Regions from separate parts of the Mus musculus genome. Here region 2 is linked to region 1. Evidence: chromatin contacts called from public Hi-C data. All regions are on one chromosome and are shown on one strand. The core of a region is the stretch at or near the end of the contact, and the rest is flanking DNA. Distances in the headings are between cores, read along the strand shown.

Region 1 (2,885 bases), core at 149-2,648:
GTGAGTGAGGTTGAACTAGACCTTCAGAGGCAGGTACGTGGTAGCCTAACAGAAGGTTTATGATCTCCCCTTACCCGGGGTTTCACACTCAGTAGATTTTGTGAACTGCAACCAACCGCAGTAACAAAATATCAAGTAGCAAATTCCACAAATAAACAACCCCTGAGTTTAAAACACCTTTCATTAGAGTGTGCTGTTGTAATCCTTTTGCATTATATTACCAGCGGTTGTGAACCTTGTTACAGTGGTGGTTAATCTCCAGGTGTGGCCACTTTATAAACATCGTCTCCACAGCTGTCAATAGGGAGGCGCTCGCTGTATTATTCTTAGTCTGGTAATTCTCCACCGGATGGCTTTCTGCCACTAGAGTAAAAAGCCTGGTGCACACCCCCTTTGAAAGCACAGCGAGCTAGGCTTTAATCTCAATTTTGGGGGTATCAAAGCTCAAGATTAGGCAACCCCATAGGTTTGTTCTTGGTGAGTGTGGGGTAACCTTGGTTCCTACAGCTGAGGCACAGAGAGAAGAATCAGGGTTCACCACCTTCTGAGGGCACAACCCCTCAACCAAACAGCACCTATAAGACCCTACCTCAGAAAGGTCTACCACAGCACCTCCAGTTGAACACCATTGTGGGTACCAAACCTTCAAGGACAGTGGATGTTGCAGGAATGTTAGTTTTTGGGGGTTTTTTTGTTTTGTTTTGTTTTTTAAATGGTATCCAAGTGACCTTCAGAGGCACACGTGATTCTACCATAAAATGCTAGGGATAGAAAGGGCTGTTCTGGAACAGTTTGTATGGTGACGTTTCATTTAGTAAAATAAAAATAAAATTATATTTAAAGGTCTCCAAGTGTGGGCATGAAAGCAGCAGGAAGCTACTTAAATAATTGAGGAAGCCAAGCCGGACAGGAAGTAAGGGAAAAGGGGAACGCTACACTTCATTGTCCACATCGCTATGCTACTTGACTTTCTTTCTCTACAGGGCTCTGTCGCTTTTGCAGTGAGGAAGTCAACAGAATTTGCCGTCCCGGCCAGAATGTCATGAGCGTGTTATATAACCTAGGATGGGTTCATCTAAGCACAGTGCTGGGTTATCCGGCAGTTGCTGGCATAGCTGAAAATGAATGTATTCAAAATTTGGTGAAGTTAGAGTCTACAAGTGCGTAAAGCAGTGAATTAGTAAAAACTCTACCATTTGGGAACGAGCCTTGTTTTGAAACTCAAAATTCTTTGGCTAAGTTAAAAGACCTTGTTTTGAAAATAACAGATTTTCGTTTCCTCTCTAATTTTATAACTCTTGGCAATGCAACCTGTGTTTTGCCGTAGAATGTTAGAGGAAGAAATGAGTACAGACAGATACGGAGGGTTTCAGTTTTCTTGTTGTTGTTGTTTCGAAATAAATCCACATTTAACGCTGCCTACATATCATGATGCTATGAAATATGGGGGTACTCCTGAGAAGGGGCTTTCAGGAAGTGTGGAAAGGGGCTTTCCGGGGAATTCTGAACTTCAGTAGCAGTGGCCTAGTCACACTTAGACTGTAATAGCTTGTGAACTCAGCTACAGGGGATGTTTACAAAACAGGTTTCCTGGGACGCTTGGGAGCCCATATTCCCGAGGACAGACAGCGACGCCCGTGCACGCACGCCACCTGGTGGGCACTCATGCTAACTTCAGAGTGGGCCGACTTAGTCGCAGCTTGGCCATTTCTGAGGGCGAGTTTATGATCAACAAAAGACATTATATTTGGACCCACAACTCTGCAGGATCCTTACATGATAAGAGATGGATGTGGTAACTGGCAATTGACGTATGTTATCAATAAAGGAGATTTCCATGGGAAGTCTAAGAGGGAGACCTTGTTTTTTGTTATTGTTTTGTTTTGTTTGTCTTAGAAGGGCAAAGAATGTTCCGGCAGTTAAAAATATTTGATTTAAAAATATTATTTTTAGTTAGAAAATGATAATTGCACATACTTATGGAATGCAGCAAGATACCTGTTACCTGTTTTTACTGTTAAATGAGTAAATTAAAAGTGTGGATAGACTAAACCCATCACCAGAGTCCTGGGATTCATGCTTGGAATCTCTGTTACTCTTTCCTCAGAACTGGGACAGGAGGATGGCTTGAGCCTGGGAATTTATGTTCAACCTAGGCAGCATGGCAAGACCCCCTCCCCTCTAAACAGATAAATAAATCAATTTCTTTATTAATATCCTTATACTTACTTTTATGGCAGTATATTTAAAATATACTCTTTTTGCGTGTTTGCAATCTGTGTTAGTCGAGTTAGTAGTGGCTGAGCTGTGCAGTGAGTCTCTAAGGCTCACTCCACTCCTCCTAAGTGAACCTGTATACCCTTTGTCTTTTAGCTCTGTTACTCGTGTGCTTCCCATTATCTCCATCCTTCTTAAGATGACTGCTAATCTTACTTTTATGAGTTTGACTCCTTCAGAGTCCATAAATAAGTGGGACCATACGGTATTTGTCTCTCTGTGCCTGAAGTCCTTCATTTAGCCTATTTTCTCAGGGCTCACCCACAAATTCCTTAATGACAGATTTTTCTACGTGTGTGTGTGTGTGTGTGTGGTGTGTGTGTGTGTTTGTGTGTGTGTGTGTGTGTGTGTGTGTGTGTGTGGTATGCGTTGCTCAGACTCAGAACCTTACATCTGATAAGGCCCACGCAGTACCCACTAGGCTACTATTCTTTTCTCTTTTTTTAGAGGATAAATTACATTCCACTAAATGCACGTTTCATGGTTCCCTTATCGAAGATGAATCTCTTTTGAACCCATCCATAGTTTCACGTGGTTCCTAATTTCTTTTTAATTACTACTATTAGTTGGGTTAATATCTTTAAGGCAGGTTTTTATAATTTGAAGTT
Region 2 (2,885 bases), core at 273-2,772, 52 kb before region 1:
GGAATATATTACACAATGGAATTCTTAATCTATTGTTGAAGGGATTGGAGACAAGACCTTGCCCTTCCTAGGTAAGCAGATGACCAAAGAGTTACAAACCTAGGCTCCACAGTTTTAAAAGCCTGGCTTAGGTACATGTGTTTGCAAGTGTGGTTTCTCCTTCAGCCACAGATCCCTCACAGGAAAATGGGCTTCATAACATTTATCTTGCAGAATTAGCTGTGAGGTTTAACTACAACCCATAGGTCACTCTGCCCCGTAGCTTAGACTTTAAGACTGAAAATTGTCTATTTGCATTCAGTTGCTTCTTCCTCACATGGTCTGCCCACGGGATTCTATTTCAGCCATTATTTTTTTTTGCATAACATTTGGAGAGACTGTGTGAGCCAGGACTTGGTCATACAAAGTCTGGACTCTACCTCCTGGTATAGCCCTCTCCGGCCATTCTGAATAGACATTTATCTTCACGAGTTTGACAGATTCCAATTTGGAATGTCTTTCTTTGAAACCAATATCTGAGTAAGAATGTTAGGAGTTGGCTGGGATGTGTGGAGGCATTGACAAGGGCTACATAATTTTAACCCCTGCAGATTTTTCCAACCCTCGGGGTGGTTCTCAAATTTACATGGACTTTCCAGGCTTTTAAACTCGGACCTTGCAGTTGTTAGTAATAGTTAAGTTTCATTTTTCTGATTAAAACAACAAACCAAAAAGATATTTTCAGCCATCGACTAAAAGGGAGAATGAACAATAAGGAATTTAAGATTCAGTTATTAACTGCCACTCTAATCCTCAGGCTTGGTTGTCTTAGAATAGGCTTGGTGTCAAAGCCCTTGTGAGCCTGGAAGCTGCAGAAAGAACCGTACAGGAGTCAGCCACACACAAATAAGGAACAAAATCCAAATATTAGATGTAGGCTGTCGCTGGATGGCCTCTACTGAAGTATCAAGTCCAGACAGCTTCGGGACCCTGAGAGCCAAAAAGTGACAGATCCTACAAGGTGGACAGGAGAGGGCTACCCTGGTTAGTGGAGAGGCATGCATTGCATCGCGGCATCCTCCGATGAAGTACTTCACAAAAATATATGTCTGTCCTCTAAGCCATTTTCTAGGGACACCCTTGTTCACGTCCCGAGGGATGAGATGCCTGGGCGCCCGAGATGGGAAGTTAGTGAACTTTCAGAACAAGGATAGATAGCGGAGTCAGAAGGAACTGGAGCTGTGCGGAGCGGAGGTGGAGGCTTCCTGGAGCATCTTCCTCCCGAGTCTTGCCCGCAATCGCGCGCGGACCGCGCTCACTTCACCAGCCGCTCGGTGGTTTGCCGGCGAGAACCCGCGCAGGCGAGGGCTAGGGCTAGGGCAGGGCGAGGCAGGCAGGCTGGCTGGAGAGAGGCGCGCGCAGAGGGCGGCGGCCGGACTATGAGCTCGCCTCCGGGCGGCTGCTCACTGCATCAACCTGCGGGCTCCCGCTCGGCCGCTGGGCCCCTCCCACCGCACCCCACCCCCGCTGCCCGCCCGCCTCGGGGCCCGGGTTCCAGTTGGTGCGGAGCAGCCTCGAGCGGAGCTCCCGCTCGGGACCGCAGCGGCAGGCGACGTCGCGGCCACCTCCGCTGCACCCTGACTTCTGCCACTCGGGAGCAGGCATCCACTCCTTCCCGGTCTCCCTTTGTCCAGTCCCCCCATCCGCTCCCTCCCCCACCCCTTCTCCCATCCTCTACCCTGCGACACCCTCCCGCCTCTGTCCCTCTTCCCGTGTCCCCGCTCCAGTGCCTCTAGCCAGCGCGCTGCACACCCCTTGGAAGATCAGCACCCCGTGTTCTCCGAGGGCGATCGGCACCCTGTGCACCCCTCTCTCTCCTTCAGCTCCATCTCACCGCCCGCCTGGCCTCTCGCTCTCTGGCGGCTCCTTGCTCCTATCCCGAGTGGGTTGCGCGTCGGGCAGCCGCCTGGTCATGTCAGGATGGAGATCCGGCAGCACGAGTGGCTCTCGGCCTCCCCCCACGAGGGCTTCGAGCAGATGAGGTTGAAAAGCCGCCCCAAGGAACCCTCGCCCAGCCTGACCCGAGTGGGCGCGAACTTCTACAGCAGTGTCAAGCAGCAGGACTACAGCGCCAGCGTCTGGCTCCGAAGGAAAGATAAACTGGAACACGTAAGGACCACTCGCTCCCTCCCGGGAGCACTGGGGGGCGGCTAGGTGGTCGATGGAAGCACTAAGGGTGTAGACACCCTAGTGGGGACTCCAGCGGGCACCCCGCCCTCAGGGCCAGGATGCTTGTGTAGTTTGCCAACCCTGAGGCATCTCCTGCACTTTTTACCTTAATGACTCAACTGCATGGAGAAAAGAAAGGTTTGCTTCAGGTACCCCAGTCCCAGCATCCTAGAGATCTCCTGATTGGCTGTTCCCTGTAGGGTTATGTGCATGGTGTTCTTGGGTTACCTGTGAGAAGAGTGGCTGATTATAGGGAGTAGGCTTTGCACAAGAAGGGTTTCAGTGGGATGGTCACCTGGTTCTTTGAAGCTGTTTTACTTAGTGCAGAAACTACAAAAACACTGCAATAAAGTTGTCGCTGATGAACCAGAGTTTTTGGCAGTGTGTACTGTGATGCTAGCAGGAGTTTTTAGGTAGTCTCTCCACCTGAGCCCAAGTGGAGAGAGACTTTGCACTAAGGACAGACCAGAGGTCCCAGGCAATCTGCACCCTGAACGGTGAGACCCAGGAGATATGGATATCCGAACCACCTCCACACCCCTTCTCTCTCCAGTGAGGACTTGGGTCTTTGGCTCTGGGGCTGAGTCCTTAAGACTAACCATTCTAGAAAGAAAGCAAGTCTTTCAACAAGGACTTTTGGGAATCCCTACTTAAAAATCTGACCAGTCAATACCCCC

What was found. Hi-C and Micro-C count contacts between places; a contact is called where the count stands out from the background.
Region 2: a contact with region 1 is called in a Hi-C map of uterus, with 3 times the contacts expected there. The contact joins the promoter of Pld5 here to the enhancer-like site in region 1. A contact is called at or near these places in 1 of 39 promoter capture datasets (stem cell-derived epiblast-like cells), 5 of 484 Hi-C or Micro-C datasets (cardiomyocytes, cerebral cortex, embryonic stem cells and 2 more), 1 of 115 datasets of contacts at active chromatin or transcription factors (embryonic stem cells) and 2 of 9 other capture datasets (adipose tissue and liver).

The regions. Positions count from the first base shown.
Region 1 is chr1:176,222,159-176,225,043 of GRCm38.p6, reverse strand. All of the region lies in intron 1 of Pld5 (phospholipase D family, member 5), which reads left to right. Among named protein-coding and RNA genes, the nearest start is that of Gm46173, 17 kb to the right of the region's middle. Within about 2 kb of position 1,398, at least 13 of the 459 cell types and tissues checked have an H3K27ac peak or open chromatin away from gene starts, as enhancers often do. A contact at or near this core is called in uterus, where this site is marked.
Region 2 is chr1:176,273,949-176,276,833 of GRCm38.p6, reverse strand. It overlaps Pld5 (phospholipase D family, member 5), which reads left to right and starts at 1,522. Exons shown (of 10, transcript NM_176916.4): 1 at 1,522-2,148. The coding sequence starts at 1,960.